2 separate regions of the Hordeum vulgare genome follow, and region 2 is linked to region 1. The links are chromatin contacts, called in public Hi-C maps. All regions are on one chromosome and are shown on one strand. The core of a region is the stretch at or near the end of the contact, and the rest is flanking DNA. Distances in the headings are between cores, read along the strand shown.

Region 1 (7,812 bases), core at 3,325-5,824:
AAGCTTCGGCTTCAATATTTTCAGTAGCTTCTCAAATATCTTGTCAGATAAACCAGTTGCTGCCTTCCATTTCAACAGCTCCAATGTGGTACCAAGCTTTATGTTGTTGGAAATATGCCCTAGAGGCAATAATAAAATGGTTATTATCATATTTCGTTGTTCATGATAATCGTCTATTGTTCATGCGATAATTGTATTAACAGGAAACAGTAATACATGTGTGAATAAATAGATCACAATGTGTCCCTAGCAAGCATCTAGTTGGCTAGCTCGTTAATCAATAGATGATCATGGTTTCCTGATCATGGGCATTAGATGTCATTGATAACGTGATCACATCATTGGGAGAATGATGTGATGGACAAGACCCAATCCTAAGCATAACATTAATCGTATTGTTCGTATGCTAAAGCTTTTCTAATGTCAAGTGTATTTTCCTTCGACCGTGAGATTGTGCAACTCCCGGACACCGTAGGAGTGCTTTGGGTGTATCAAATGTCACAACGTAACTGGGTGACTATAAAGGTACACTACGGGTACCTCCGAAAGTGCCTGTTGGGTTGGTACGAATCGAGATCAGGATTTGTCACTCCGTGTGACGGAGAGGTATCTCTGGGCCCACTCGGTAGAACATCATCATGAGCTCAATGTGATTAAGGAGTTAGTCACGGGATGACGTGCTACGGAATGAGTAAAGAGACTAACCGGTAACGAGATTGAACAAGGTATAGGTATACCGACGATCGAATCTCGGGCAAGTTCTATATCGACAGACAAAGGGAATTGTAACGGGATTGATTGAATCCATGACATCGTGGTTCCTCCGATGAGATCATCGTGGAGAAAGTGGGAGCCACCATGGGTATCCAGACCCCGCTGATGGTTATTGGCCGAAGAGGTGTCTCGGTCATGTATGCCTGTTTCCCGAACCCGTAGGGTCTACACACTTAAGGTTCGATGACGCTAGGTTTATAGGGAATTGTTATACGAGGTTACCGAAAGTTGTTTGGAGTCCCTAATGAGATCCCGGACATCACGTGGAGCTCTAGAATGGTCCGGAGCTAAAGATTGATATATAGGATGGATGGTTTTGGACACCGGAAATGTTTCGGGCGTCACGAGTAGCGTGCCGGGACCACCGGGACCACCGGAAATGGTCCCGGGGGTCCAGCGGGAGGGGTCACCAGCCCCAAGAGGTAGCATGGGCCAAAAGGTGGAGGGCAACCAGCCCAAAGTGGGCTGGTGCGCCTCCCACAAAGAGGTCCAAGGCGCAGGAGGTGGAGAGGGGGGAAACCCTAGGCACTGGTGGGCCTAAGGCCCACCTAGGGGTGCGCCAACCCCTCCCCCTGCCCTGGCCGCCGCACCTCCAATCTGGGGGGCTGCCGCACCACCTAGGGTGGGAACCTTAGGGGTGGCGCCCCCTCCCCTCCTCCTATATATAGAGGGGGTTTGGGGGCTGTTTTGCACACGGTTTTCCCTCTCCCTCGGCGCAGCCCTGCTCCCCTCCTTCCTCCTCTCCCACGGTGCTTGGCGAAGCCCTGCTGGGAGACCTCGTCTTTCCATTGACACCACGCCGTCGTGCTGCCAGAGATCTTCCCCAACCTCTCCCTCCTCCTTGCTGGATCAAGGTGCGGGAGACGTCGCCGGGTTGCACGTGTGTTGAACGCGGAGGTGCCGTGGTTCGGCACTAGATCGGAATCACACAGCGATCTGAATCGCCGCGAGTACGACTCCATCAACCGCGTTCTAGCAACGCTTCCGCTTAACGATCTTCAAAGGTATGAATATGCACCCACCCCTCTCTCATTGCTGGTCTCTCCATAGGAAGATCTGAATATGGCGTAGGAAAATTTTGAATTTATGCTACGTTACCTAACATATGCTGCCATCTTCATAATTTGGGTACAACAACTTTTTATGATCCTTTAGCATGGCCTCCAACTTCAGCTTCTCATTGTCTGTATCGCATTGTCTCTTTGCATCAGAAATGACCCGACCAAGACCATCAGCGGGCTCATATGATGTCGGTCGTTCTTCACCTCCTCCTTCTTCATTGTCTTCCATTGCAGTATCACCGTATTCTTCAGTGAACATAGGATAGTTGTCATCATCATCTTCTTCTTCATTGTCTTTCATCATAACCCCTATTTTTCCGTTCATGGTCCAACAATAATATGTGGGCATGAAATCTCTTCGAAACACGTGGCCTTGAATGGTTTTCGAGCTAGAGTACTCCTTCACGTTTTGACAGTCAACACATGGACAAGGCATAAAATTATCTACTTTGTTTGCCTCAGCCACATTGATAAATTTATGCAGGCCTGCAATAAATACGGAACCACGTTGTTCGCCATACATCAATCGCTTCCGTGCATCGATCTGCATCATACATGAATAGTGAAATGACCACCGTACATGGACACATGCAATATTTTTGTATCAATTACAGATGAAAAAGGATAACGTTGCTAACCTCGGTCGAGGATACCATTTTGTGTGAACTTAAGTGTGACTCGCGCATTAGTCCCGGTTCGTAATGTACTCCAAAGTGCGTTGGTCACCGTACATACATTGACGGTTCATCTGTATTATGAAATTAAGTATATCAAAAAACTATTGCAGAACATCATGAATAGAGAAATGACTAAATTAATACAAGTTCATCATCACATTAAAACCAAAGCACAGTAGTGGTCAAATGTTATTATTGCAAAAATAATTACATAAAGTTCTGTCATAAAACAACATACAACTATGTAAAACATTTAAATGCAACAACAAATGCGATCAAAATCGCAACTAATGTAACAATTGACCCAACAACATAATGATACCAAGCCTCTTTATCAATAACATATTTTCTAATATTCATAATCTTAAAGCGCATTTCATCCATCTTCAAGTGCATTGCATCCATCTTCAACTTGCTATCATCGACTACATCGGCAACATGCAACTCCAGTTCCATATTCTTCTCCTCAATTATTTTCAATTTTTTCTTCAAGTAATTGTTTTCTTTTTCAACCAAATTTAACTTCTCGACAAGAATTTCTATGTGGGTTGGAATTTCCGATTCACATACCTCCTAGATTAAAAAATATATGTCACGTTGGTCGTCATAATTGTCATAAACACTAAATAAAACAAACAGTTATAAAAGATAATATATACCACATCCGAATCATAGACATGACGAGGGCCGACGGAGGCGGATACCAAAACCATCGCACTATATAATAACAAAAAATAATGAAAGTAAGTAATTTATACAAGTATCTATCTAAATCATACAAGTAAGAAATTTTTTTCTTTTAAAAAGAAGATAAGAACAAGAGGCTCACCACGATGGTGCTCGTGACGAGATCGGCGCGGGCGATCGACAACGGTGAGGACGAGCACGGGACGGCACCCTACACATGTGCAGACTCTAAGAAGTTAATTTGAGCTCAAATTTTGCATCTAAATCAAAATAACTCCCACATACACTCCTACACTAAAACCCACAAACCACTCTACTTCTAGAGCATTTGAAATGAGCTAAGCTAGCACTGAGAGATGAAAGGATGAAGTAGCTAACCTTTTAGAACACTTGTGTAGTTGATGCACCGTCAAACTTAGACAAATATTGAGGAAAATGGAGCTTGGAGGTCGAGCTTGGAGAGGAGAAAGCTTAAGTAATGTGGCTCGGGCATTTCATCAAACACCTCATGTGCATGAAATAGAAGGGTGGCAAGAGCATGGCATGCACACCTCAACAACCAAAAAACAGAGGAGAGGATGGGCACGGGCGAGGGTATACATAGGCAAAACTTTAGTCCCGGTTTTTGTCTAAAACCAAGACTAATAGCCTACCATTTAGTTCCGGTTCCAGCCGGGGCACGCCACGTGTGTGTCGCTGGATCTTTAGTCCCGGTTTTTGACACGAACTGGAACTAATGCGTCGAACCGAACGAGGACTATTGCCCCGCGAGGCCCTGACAGCTCGAACCGCTCGGGTTTATTTCGACCCGGGGCTAATGGCTTTTGCAGCTCCGGCCGAAAGCCTCTTTTTCTACTAGTGAATACTACTAACAAATGACTACATTTTTCCTCCTACAAATATATCAAACATAATATTTGTAAGTATAATGTTTGCTACAGTTATGATTCTTTAATTCTGCATACCATGCAAAAATCAACAATTGCGTAAAAAGCCAAATTCAAATTTTGAATTCAAAAGAATGCACGTGCATGCTAAGGCCATGTTTGGTTTCAATAAGTCAGGTGACTTAAAACCAGTGACTTATAAGTCACGTCTGTTTGGTTGTCATCTGACTTATAACCTTTTCATGCAAAAGTGGATGACTTATAAGTTTTAAGTTGGAGTGGAGCAACTTATGATTTATAAGTTGGGATGACTTATAAGTTAGGTCTGTTTGACAAAATAAGTCACTTTTTGCATTTTTTAACTTATAAGTTGGTGACTTATTTGAAACCAAACAGGCCTAACTACAGTAGTGGTAGAGATAAAAAAGAACTGTAGCGCGTGGAGGCCGCCTCATCATCTCTCCGGCAAATTCCCCGCCGAGAGAAGACAAGGACACGACGAGCTGGACCACCAGCCAGCGCAAGGCAACCACCACCCACCTCCTCCACTCGCCGCAACCAACACCAACCCAAGCAATGGAGCTCCGCACCCTCGGCGGCACGGGCCTCCGCGTCAGCCCCGTCGGCTTCGGCGCCTCCCCGCTCGGCAACGTCTTCGGCGACGTCCCCCGCGACGTCGCCCGCGCCACCGTCCGCCGCGCCCTCGACCTCGGCATCAACTTCTTCGACACATCCCCGTAACGCCCCGCCCCGCCCCGCCCCGCCACTCTCCCCCCTTCCTTCGCCCCCGCCTCCCGCGGGCCTGAGCCGGCGCTGTTCTTCCCAGGTACTACGGCGGCACGGTCTCGGAGTCGGTGCTCGGGGACTGCCTCCGCTTCGCGGGCGTCCCGCGCGACAGCTTCGTGGTCGCCACCAAGTGCGGCCGCTACAAGGAGGGCTTCGACTTCAGCGCCGCCCGCGTCACGCGCAGCGTCGACGAGAGCCTCGCGCGCCTCGGGCTCGACTACGTCGACATCCTTCACTGCCACGACATCGAGTTCACCAACCTGGACCAGGTCGGTCTCGCCGCCCACCACTTGTTCGACAGATTCCCTCTGGCAGCCTTAACCCATGATTGATTCTGTAACACTATGCATTGCTGTTTGGATGTTTGCAGATTGTGAACGAGACGATTCCTGCGCTCCAAAAGATCAAGGAGAGTGGGAAGGCGCGGTTCATTGGAATTACTGGATTGCCGTTGAGTATCTTCACCTACGTGCTTGACCGGGTGCCTCCCTGCTCCGTAGATTTGGTTCTGTCCTACTGCCACTACGGAATCAATGATACTGCTCTTGTGGATTTGCTACCGTACTTAAAGAGCAAAGGTGTTGGGGTGATCACTGCTTCACCCCTTGCTATGGGGCTTCTCACGGATAACGGGCCACCTGAGTGGCACCCTGCACCAGAAGAACTCAAGGTATTGCTGTAATATGATTTGTGTTCATTTTCATCTGACTATATGCAGGACAAGCTATTTCTTCACAATTACCTATTGTCCGTAGAACAACGAGATGTAAGATACTGGTACCATCATATTTTATCAAGAAAACGACTAATGCATAACACATTATAGCATGCTTCTGTTAGCATAAACTTCAGTTCAGGTTTAGTGTTTAAGTGTCAAAAAGTTTCAGTTTCGTCAGTCCTAGAGTTTTGTTTTCGTCAAAATAAGCCCGAGCTGCGCCTCGGTTCAGTTGCGTTTTCTGCGGCGCCTTGACCCGATTGTGGGATGGCACGAGTGCACGGTCAAGGCGCCATGACGGGCGATGCGTGGGGGGCACTGGGATGGCGGCGTCCACTACCCGATCGTGGCCTGTATTTCCGTTGTATTCTGTTGCAAAGTTTCGAATAAAAAAGAGAAACAGAGCAGAAAAGCTGCAGTAGTTTGCAGCGCAAAACCTTCTTTAGTCTCGCTCGTTTTCTTCCTCTCTTACCCTCCGGTGATCGCTGGAGTTAGTCGAGGGCGGGGCCGTCTGACAATTGGCATCAAAGCTTAGTTGCTTGATCGACCTGTGGAGATGACGGGACGCGGCAGCCCGAAGAACCCGACGGAGGTGGGGAACAACGACGGCGCCATGGTTGTGCACCAGAGGGTCGTCTGCGACACCGGCGGGGCGTGGTCCATGCTGACACGTACGAACTACGGTGACTGGGCGCTCCTGATGCAGGTGATGCTCGAGGCGCGCCAACTCTGGGTCGCCATCAATGAAGGGACCACGGAGCGGGAGACAGATCACACAGCAATGGAGTGCCTGCTGCGGTCTGTGCCGCCGGAGATGGCGTCCACGCTCGCCATGAAGGACACGACGAAGGATGCCTGGGACACCATCAAGACGATGCGGCTGGGCGTGAGCCGCGTACGTGAGGCCAAGGCGACAACGCTCCGTCGTCAGTACGAGGCGATCAAGTTCAATGACGGCGAGAGCATCGACGATTTCGGTATGCGCCTGTCTTCCTTTGTCACACAACTCGAGCTCCTAGGTGATAAGATCGGCGAGCCTGCTGTCGTTTGGAAGTTCCTCTTGGTCGTTCCCAGTGCGTACTCGCAGATGGTGTGCGCGATTGAGACCTTGGTCAACCTCAACACCCTGGCGCTCGAGGAGTTGATGGGGCGGCTGAAGGCCGCCTAGGAGAGATATGAGCTGAACGCGGCGCCTAGCGCCGCCGACAGCAATGGCAGACTGCTCCTCACTGAGGAGGAGTGGTTTGCGCGCCTGAAGCTGCGGGAGGGCGACGACTCCTTCGTGGCCGTGGACGCGGCAAAGGGCGCGGGGGTCGAGGCCAGGGCAGTGGCCGCGATGCAAGTAGCGGGGATAAGTCCAAGGACATTTGCCGCTACTGCAATGAGGGGCAATTGGCGCGCGAGTGCAAGACTCGGATCAAGGAGCAGGCGAACCTCGTCCAGGCCGGCGGCGAGGACTAGAGCAGAGCCTGTTGATGGTCCAAGCCTGTGGGCTCTCCGACCACAACTCTGACAGCATCGACGACACCCAGTTCGTCTTGTCGAGGACTCTGTTCAGGTCCACCTTGGGCACGAGGGGAGCGGCAGCAGCCGCGCAGGTGTGTGGTATCTAGACACGGCTGCGTCGAACCACATGACGGGCGACCGAGCGGTCTTCGTCGAGCTCGACACGGGCGTCACCGGAACTGTCAAGTTTGGTGACGGCTCCGTCGTCAACATCTGCGGCCGAGGGACGATCCTTCTGACGTGCAAGACGGGAGAGCACCGTGCGGTCACCGGGGTGTACTATATCCCACGATTGCGCTCCCACATCATTAGCCTGGGCCAGCTTGACGAGAGCGGCTGCCAGGTGCTGATCCAGGACGGCGTGTTGCGCGTGCGTGACCAGCAGAGACGTCTCCTCGCCAAGGTAAAGAGAGCCCCAAATCGCCTGTGCTCTGTTGTTCTTCAGATCGGGCAGCCTATGTGTCTCGCAGCGCACGGGGGCACGGACACGGCATGGACTTGGCATGCGCGCTACAGGCATCTCAGCTTCGACGCGTTGCGCAAGCTGGCGCGCCAGGATATGGTGCGCAGGATGCTCGTGGTCGAGCAAGTGGATCAGCTCAGTGACGCGTGCCTGGCCGACAAAGCAACGACGCTCGTCATTCGCGCAACAGGCCAAGTTCTGGGCGCAGGAGCGACTGGAGCTGGTGCACGGTGATCTCTGCGGCCCGATGAACCCG
Region 2 (7,866 bases), core at 3,708-6,207, 350 kb after region 1:
ATAGACAACACACTCTCCCTAGTAAGCATGTATTGGACTAGCTAGTTAATCAAAGATGGTCAAGGTTTTTTTGGCCATAGACAAGGGTTTTCACTTGATAATGGGATCACATTATTAGGAGAATGGTGTGATGGACAAGACACAAACTATGAATGTAGCATGTGATCGTGTCAGTTTATTGCTATTGTTTTCTAAATGTCACGTATATGTTCCTGTGACCATGGGATCATGTAACTCACTGACACCGGAAGATTACCTTATGTGTATCAAACATCGCAACGTAATTGCGTGACTATAAAGGTACTCTACAGGTATCTCCGAAGGTGTCTGTTGAGTTAGCATGGATCAAGACTGGGATTTGTCACTCCGTGTGACGGAAAGGTATCTCAGGGCCCACTCGGTAATTAATACAAACATCACAACAAGCCTTGCAAGCAATGTGACCAAAGAGTTGGTCACGGGATTTTGTATTACCGACATTTGAATCTCAGGCAAGTAACATACCGAAGGACAAAGGGGATAATATACGGGATTAACTGAATCCTTGACATAGAGGTTCACCCAATGAAGATCTTCGTAGAATATGTAGGAGCCAATATGGACATCTAGGTCCCTCTATTGGTTATTGACCGGAGAGTGTCTCGCTCATGTCTACATAGTTCTCGAACCCGCAGATTCTACACACTTAAGATTCAGTGATGTTTCGGTATAATTGAATTATGTATATTGGTGATCGAATGTTGTTCGGAGTCCCGGTTGAGATCCCGGACATCATGAGGAGTTTTGGAATGGTCTGAAGACGGAGATTGATGTATAGGAAAGGTATATTTGGATGCCGGAATGATTTTGGACATTTCCAGTAAAGTACCAGGGGTGAAGAATGGGTTCCGGGGGTTCACCGGGAGGGGCCACTCACCCGGAGGGGACCACATAGACCCAAGAGGTGGTGGACCAGCCCCTAGTGGGCTGGGCAACCAACCTCACGGGCCTATGCGCCAAGAAGAGAGGAGGTGGGGCAATCCTACTAGGAGGAGGACTCCTCCACTACCAAACCGAACTCGAGGAGGGCTCCTCCCCCTTGTGCCGCCGGCCAACCCTAGGGCGCCACCCCTCCCTCCCACCTATATATAGTGGACAGGAGAGAGGCTAGTCGCACCACAAGCTACGACGCATCCCCTCTTCCTCCACTACTTTGTGACACCTCGTAGGCTAGTTCGGCAGTGCACGACGTAGCCCCGCCGGATCAGCTCCTCCAACATCACTGCCACACTGTCGTGCTGTCGGACAATTCATCCACCTCTTCGCCCCTCTTGCTGGATCAAGAAGGCGGATATCGTCATCGAGCTGTGCGTGCGCTGAACGCGGATGTGTCGTTCGTTCTGCACTAGATCATGAATGGATCGCGGGACGGCTCGCGATTTGGATCGCCAAGATGTTTGACTACATCAAGTGCGTTTCTTAACGCTTCTCGTTTAGCAATCTACAAGGTATGTGGATCCGATCTCTCCTCTCGTAGATGACCATCACCATGGATAGATCTTATGTGTGCGTAGGAAAAAATTTGTTTTTCAATGAACGTTCCCAATAGTAGATACACTCCTCTCTCGTACATATGCATCTCTATGGATAGATCTTGCATGTGTGTATGAAAATTTTGATTTCCATACAACGTTATCCAACATAAAAAAAACTTTAGAATATAAGTTCTCATCATTTTAACCATCAAAACTTTGCAATTTTCGTGCTCCGCCAAGAAACTTAAATATCTTGGTTGCACTCTCGATGTACTCCTTGTCAAAAACCGGCAAGACTATCGAGAAGCGTACCTAGAATCAAACTCCCAGAAAAACCCATGCAAAGATCAGTCCATTTAGATTACAAGATTTTTTCTTTTGAACAAATACAATCTACACATTATTTTGACAGGTTAATTCCAAGTGTGGTTGTGTATAATCAATGATTCATCGTCCCGTGCTCATTTTCTTCTTCTTGTGAACATGCCAGCTTGCAATTCCTATTCGCGCTCGTATGACGCTTTTCTTATGCGGGCCCCATTCCCCGCAAAGAAACCTTATTTTTAAAAAATTATTTTAATATTTGGAATGAGCAAACTTCTTTCAAATTAAAAAATCTTCAAATTTCGTCAACTTTTCCTATAATTCATGAACCTTATTTTTTGAAACATATGATTTTTTTTTAAATGTGAACTTTTTCAAATTCATTAGGTTTTTTGAAATGCATGAATATATTCAAATCCTCAAACATTTTCCAAATCTGAGATTGTTATTTCAGAATCTGTGAACTTTTTGCCATTTGTGAACTCTCTTTTTAGAACCAATGATCTTTTTTCAAATCCGTGACCCTTTGTTTTTTCAAAGTGCACAAACTTTTTCGCATTCATGAACATTGTTTTTCGAAATCGATGAACATTTTCAGAGCCATGAAAATTTTCCGAATTCGTGAGCATCTTCGAGTTCATGATTTTCTTCAATCCATAAACCTTTTCTTTTTGAACCCGTCAATGTTTTTGAGATTGTGAAAAAAATTCAAATTCATGAAAAAAATTAAATTCATGCTTTTTTATAGTTCTAGGTTTTCTATATAAAAAAACCCACATTTTTAAAAGCTGGCCCACGAGGACTGTTCAACAGCAAGCACACCCATGAGGGATGGGCGTGAGCGCTTGCTATCCCCCTCGTGCCCTCGTCCACATATTAGTTTTAGAGCAATCGTCGTGCTATAATTTAAGAGAAAATTAGCCTTTTCTTTAAGAACAATGCGTCACATGCGAATTTATGGAGCTCCTATATAACGGGAGCATTCCGAGAAGGGCGTCCTGCCCATTAAGAACTGTATTTACGATTTTCAATATTTTCTTGAAATAAAAAAATCATGAGTTTATTAAGAAATCTTTGTGGGTTTAAAAAGTTCACAAAACCCGAAAAAAGAAACCAAGTAAAAAAATAGAAAAATTCAAAAATAATTATCCCATTTTCAAATTTTCATTGAAATTCAAAAAAGTTCATTGAATTAAAAAATGTTCACAAACCTTTAAAAAGTTCATCGATTCAGAATAGGTTCATCAATTTTCAGAGAAAAGTTCATAAATTTTAAAAAATGCTCATGGATAATTCAAAAAGTTCATTGAACTGGGAAACGCTCACAAATCTTTAAAAAGTTCATCAATTTTGGAAAATATTCTGAATTTTCAGAGGAAAAAGCATCAATTTTTCAAAAGTTCATCGAAATACAAAAGAAGTTCATCGATATGCAGAAAAGTTCAATGAATTTTTGAAAAAAGTTTATTGTTTGAAAAATGGTTGATCCAATTTTAAAATAGTTGTGCTTTTTCTAAAAAATAAAAAGGAAATGGAAAAGAAAAGGTCAAAGAGTAAAGAAAAGAAACAAACAAAAAGAAAAATATAAAAACGAACAAAAGCCAGTCCTTAAAAAACCTAAACAAAAGAACGGTAGAAAGCTTTTAGAGGCTTCACAAAACTGGAGAAAGCTGCCTTCCAGTTGAATATATATGACAGGTCCAATTACGAACGCTGCAAGCGCCTGTTAACAATATGGACGCTAACCAACACTGCAGCTCCAAATAGTAAATGCTCTATACAACAGCCTGCGCGACGGATAAGAAGGCAGTCGGGCCAGGTGCGGGACGGGGCTCCCCAGTTTTTTCGTTTATATTTATTTGGTTTCCTTTATTTTGTCTTTCGCTTCTTTAAAAATTTTGGGATTTGCAAAAAAAAAAGAAATTCAAAATATTCTCACGAATTCAACTTCACGTTTTCTGAAAGCATGAACATATTTTAAATTTTCGATGGAAAGTTTCTGAGAGGAAGAAAAAATTAATATTTTATGAACACTTTATATATCTCGTGAAAAACAATTAAATTAAATGAACTTTTTCAAAATTGACGAACAAATGTTAAAATCGACGAACATTTTTTTTGAACTAGATGAACAAAGTTTGATTTCAAGAACAGATTCTGAATTTGACGATTTTTTTTGAATAAGATGGGAAAATTTGGATTCAAAATCATATTTCGAATTTAACAAAGATTTTTGAATATGATGAAAAAATTTCAACTTTATAAATAATTTTTTTTATGAAAAGGTTATAATTCAAAGAACAAAAAAATAATTTTGAAAGACGTTGATGGATTTGAGAATTTGTTAGCCAATTTGAGAAAACTTTCCAAGATCTCAGAAAATGTTTGTGATTTGGGAAAGGAAAAAGAAAAACATAGAAAAAACCAGGTTTGGAAAGGTTCTAGAACCTTAAACCAAAAACCACTGGCCGAGCCTAACCTACGCGAAGCGGTGGGTGCTATAAGTATACTCGGCCATAAATAGCTCGGCCTGAACGGCCTGATCCGCCCCGGCCCAAAGATTCTGGGTTGGGCTGGGCCTATTTTTGCCATCGGGTCAGGCTCGAGTCGTGAAGTTCAGCCCGACGTTCTGTTCAGGTTGGGATCGGGTGTATGCCAAAACAAATTTAAGCCACATTCAGAGCAGGCCGGTCGTGCCTTGTCAGGCTTGTTTGGGGTCAGACCGGGTTTGGGCCCCATATTTAGGCCCAATGATGGGCCGGGCCAGCCTCAGGCCTGGGATTTTAGCATCGGGTTTGTTTTAACCGGCCCGAGCTATATACAGGCATAGCTTTAAGCAAGCACAGGGCAAGCCTTGTGTAAGGGAGAGCCCAGGTGGGACGGTCCAACCGCGTGGGAGGCCCGGTCATTTCTCTTTGTTCTTCTTTTTTCTCTTTGCCATTACTGAACTGTTATTTTGTTATTTCAAAATGCATTGAAAAGATAACTGTATACAAATTTTAAAGCAAAATGTACACTCTTTGCTGGACCGGACGGAGGAAGTATCTACTCACGGAGCAGCCCGAGTCGAGGCACCGATCGGCGGCAGCTCTGAGCTGGGCCCCGGAGCAGCAAGCCGATCATCAGCGGCCATGAACCGAAACGACCACCGCGGTCGCAATCAGTCACGTCCGGCGCGGGGGCGGAGGCGGGGGCCGTCGGGTTTTCCACCCCATCAGCCGAACGAGCCAAGACATGTATGCTTCAGCTGCATGCATCGAATCTGCTGCATGGGGTCCAGTTCCATGCTGTGCATCTGCGTGCCAATCACCATCACCATGCATCACACAGCCATGCATGCAGTGCAGCTGTGCAGGCAACGGTGCAGACGGGATCACGGGGGAGAGGAGAGAAGAGCCAAAGCCGAGATGATATGGTGCGGCTTTCTCGGTCGCCGGGCCGTGGACGGTGGACGCGACGGCGAGGAGTCCGGCGGCCGGTATCCTGCCTGCGGCGATACGGACTCCCTGCCGTGGCAGCGGCCCTGTGGCCTGTACCCGCATACAGAAACCCTCCGTAGATATAGGGTGAAAAATCGTCAATAGATACCGTGCCGATGGAATTTTGAACCGGGCTAATAACAACTCCCACGCACCAACACATTTGGTCCGGCAGCGTCAGTCTATGTTCGCGCAAATAAAAAACAGTGCCCAGTACAAGCACTCATTTTCATTCTCCGTCCCATTTATGTCCGTTGTGATCCATTTCATCTTAAATTTGGATCAAATTTAAAGCGAAACAAACATAAACCGAACGTTTTTTGGGTCCTCCTCGTTCGTTTGTGTCGAGACTGGCTCATCTCTCATCCACCTTTCACATCCCATCTACTCCCTCCGATTATAAATATAAGTCTTTTAAAGATTTTATTAGAGGATTACATATGAAATAAAGTAAGCAAATCTATACTTTAAAGTATATGTCTATATATACATCTATATGTAGTCCTCTAGTGAAACATTTAAAATGATTTATATTTAGGAATAGAGAGAGTATATCCTTCTTTTCTCTTCCCACCCTCGCCCACCAGCCAACCCACCCCCACGAGCCAGCCGAGGAAGAGCCGCGGGACGCTCCTTCCGGTGGCCTATGGCGGCGCGACAGCGCTCACTCGAGAAAATCTGCATGAAGGCAGGTGTCGCTCAGCTAGATCCCCGTGAGGGCAAGTGGTCGGAGGCACCCATTGAGGTAATCCGGGATTAGAGGGTCCTCGATCCGTCTTCCTACTCTCATGGGCCGGACCCCTGGGCCTGTTCGACCGCCATTAGAAGTATCGGAATCTAGATAGACTCTTGAGAACACTTGGCGTACAATTCAAGGCGACGTAGTGATCGGCATATTCCTTCCCTATTGTAACCAACTTTGTGTAACCCTAGCATCCCTGGTATCTATATAAGCCAAGGGGGCATAGCTTGTAGGACACATTTAGCTCATTGTGATTAGGGTTTAGACCATAACATCCGATCTCAAACTAGATCAACTTTGCACTTTGCACTACTCCATCAATACCAATAAGAACAAGACGTAGGGTTTTACCTCCATCAAAAGGGCCCGGACCTGGGTAAAACACCATCTTCTACGTCTCTTTTTACCCATCGACCCTAGATCCACAGTTCGTACCCCCTACTCGAGATCAACTAGTTTTGACACCGACACCCATCCCCGTAGGAGCTCGTCCCCGCAACGCCCGTCACGCGAACATGGACACCCCTGTAGGAGCTCGTCCTTGCCGGCTCTCGTTCCCGCGGGCGGAGGCTGCATAGTGGCTAGACGCTCCCATCCTCGCAGGAGCTCATCCCCGTCGGGAACGTGTGTTCCTGCCGAAGCTCATGCACGCACGCGGAGGCGGGGAGGCATCCGGCATTCGTCCTAGCCGACGACCGTATAAGCCCCCTACTGGTAGCTCTTGTTGTTGTTTTTTTGCAAAAGAAAATGACTTGTTTGTTTCAAATGGGTCGCTCGCGTTGGGTGCACCTGTCAGTTTAGCGAACCCAAACAAACAAAATGCGGGCAGAAGCGGATGCGGTTTTGGTCGCTGCAATGGAGTTGTTGTAAGGGCATATTTCTACCCCAATAGCTTTGGTGATTGGTGACAATGCATTTGCGGACTAATCGTGTTTATTAAGCCTTTCAGATAATTCATCATTTGACACAAGGCGATTCTAGCCCCTCGGTGGATTAGAGTGAAGATGGTTTCTTCCCTGTGTTTCTTTTCCGGTGGATCCGAGTCATAGGAGAACCATACTATTAGGAGGGGGTCCGCATCGGAAAGGTTTGGGTGAAATCAACACGTACACTTTTGTTTGCACCTTTGTTCCTTTCCCGCATCATTGGAGTTGTTCCGACGTTGCCTTTGGTCTAGTTCGCAAGGAACCAAGCGGAATTACCTCGCAAGACAACGATACTACCTCTTATCTACGGAAGTACCACTCTCGACAGCGGTAGTACCGCTTATGGGCGGTAGTGCCATTGCCCAGTACCGCTGGCTTAGGTGTCTTGACTTTTCGTGTCACACTGAGCGATTTTTGGTCGGTAGTACAACCTGGTAGTACCGTTCATAAGCGGTAGTACCTCCTGTTAGTACCATGCCACTATCGCCCTTCTTTCTGGGCCTGAAACCCTCAGCAAACTACGAATGGCAGTAGGCTGTGATACTACCTCTTATCTGTGCTAGTACCGCTCTCACGAGCCGTAGTACCGCTTAGGCGAAACTACCTCCGCTCCTACCCCCCCATCTGTTTGTAGAGCTACTACATTGCAACCCAAGTGGCAGTACCTCTTGGGACAACGGTAGTACCGCTTCAACGGCATTACCGCCTCGTGGCCTCATGACATTGCCATATGCGACTGGTTGAGTCGTCCAAGCAGTAGTACCGCTCCCATGAGCGGTAGTACCGCTTGCGTGCGGGCTCCTATGGGATAACGGTTGGATTTGCGCCCCCCCCCCCACCACTATATAAAAAGGGTCTTCTTTCCCATGAAAATCACCTCT

What was found. Hi-C and Micro-C count contacts between places; a contact is called where the count stands out from the background.
Region 2: a contact with region 1 is called in a Hi-C map of leaf, with 6 times the contacts expected there. The contact joins the enhancer-like site here to the promoter of LOC123395940 in region 1. A contact is called at or near these places in 2 of 6 Hi-C or Micro-C datasets (leaf and seedling).

Annotation. Positions count from the first base shown.
Region 1 is chr5H:41,427,967-41,435,778 of MorexV3_pseudomolecules_assembly, forward strand. It overlaps LOC123395940 (L-galactose dehydrogenase), which reads left to right and starts at 4,575. Exons shown (of 5, transcript XM_045090963.1): 1 at 4,575-4,823; 2 at 4,913-5,141; 3 at 5,243-5,542. The coding sequence starts at 4,663.
Region 2 is chr5H:41,779,959-41,787,824 of MorexV3_pseudomolecules_assembly, forward strand. No RefSeq gene overlaps it. Among protein-coding and RNA genes, the nearest start is that of LOC123396363, 42 kb to the right of the region's middle. Within about 2 kb of position 4,958, at least 3 of the 3 cell types and tissues checked have open chromatin away from gene starts, as enhancers often do. A contact at or near this core is called in leaf and seedling, where this site is marked.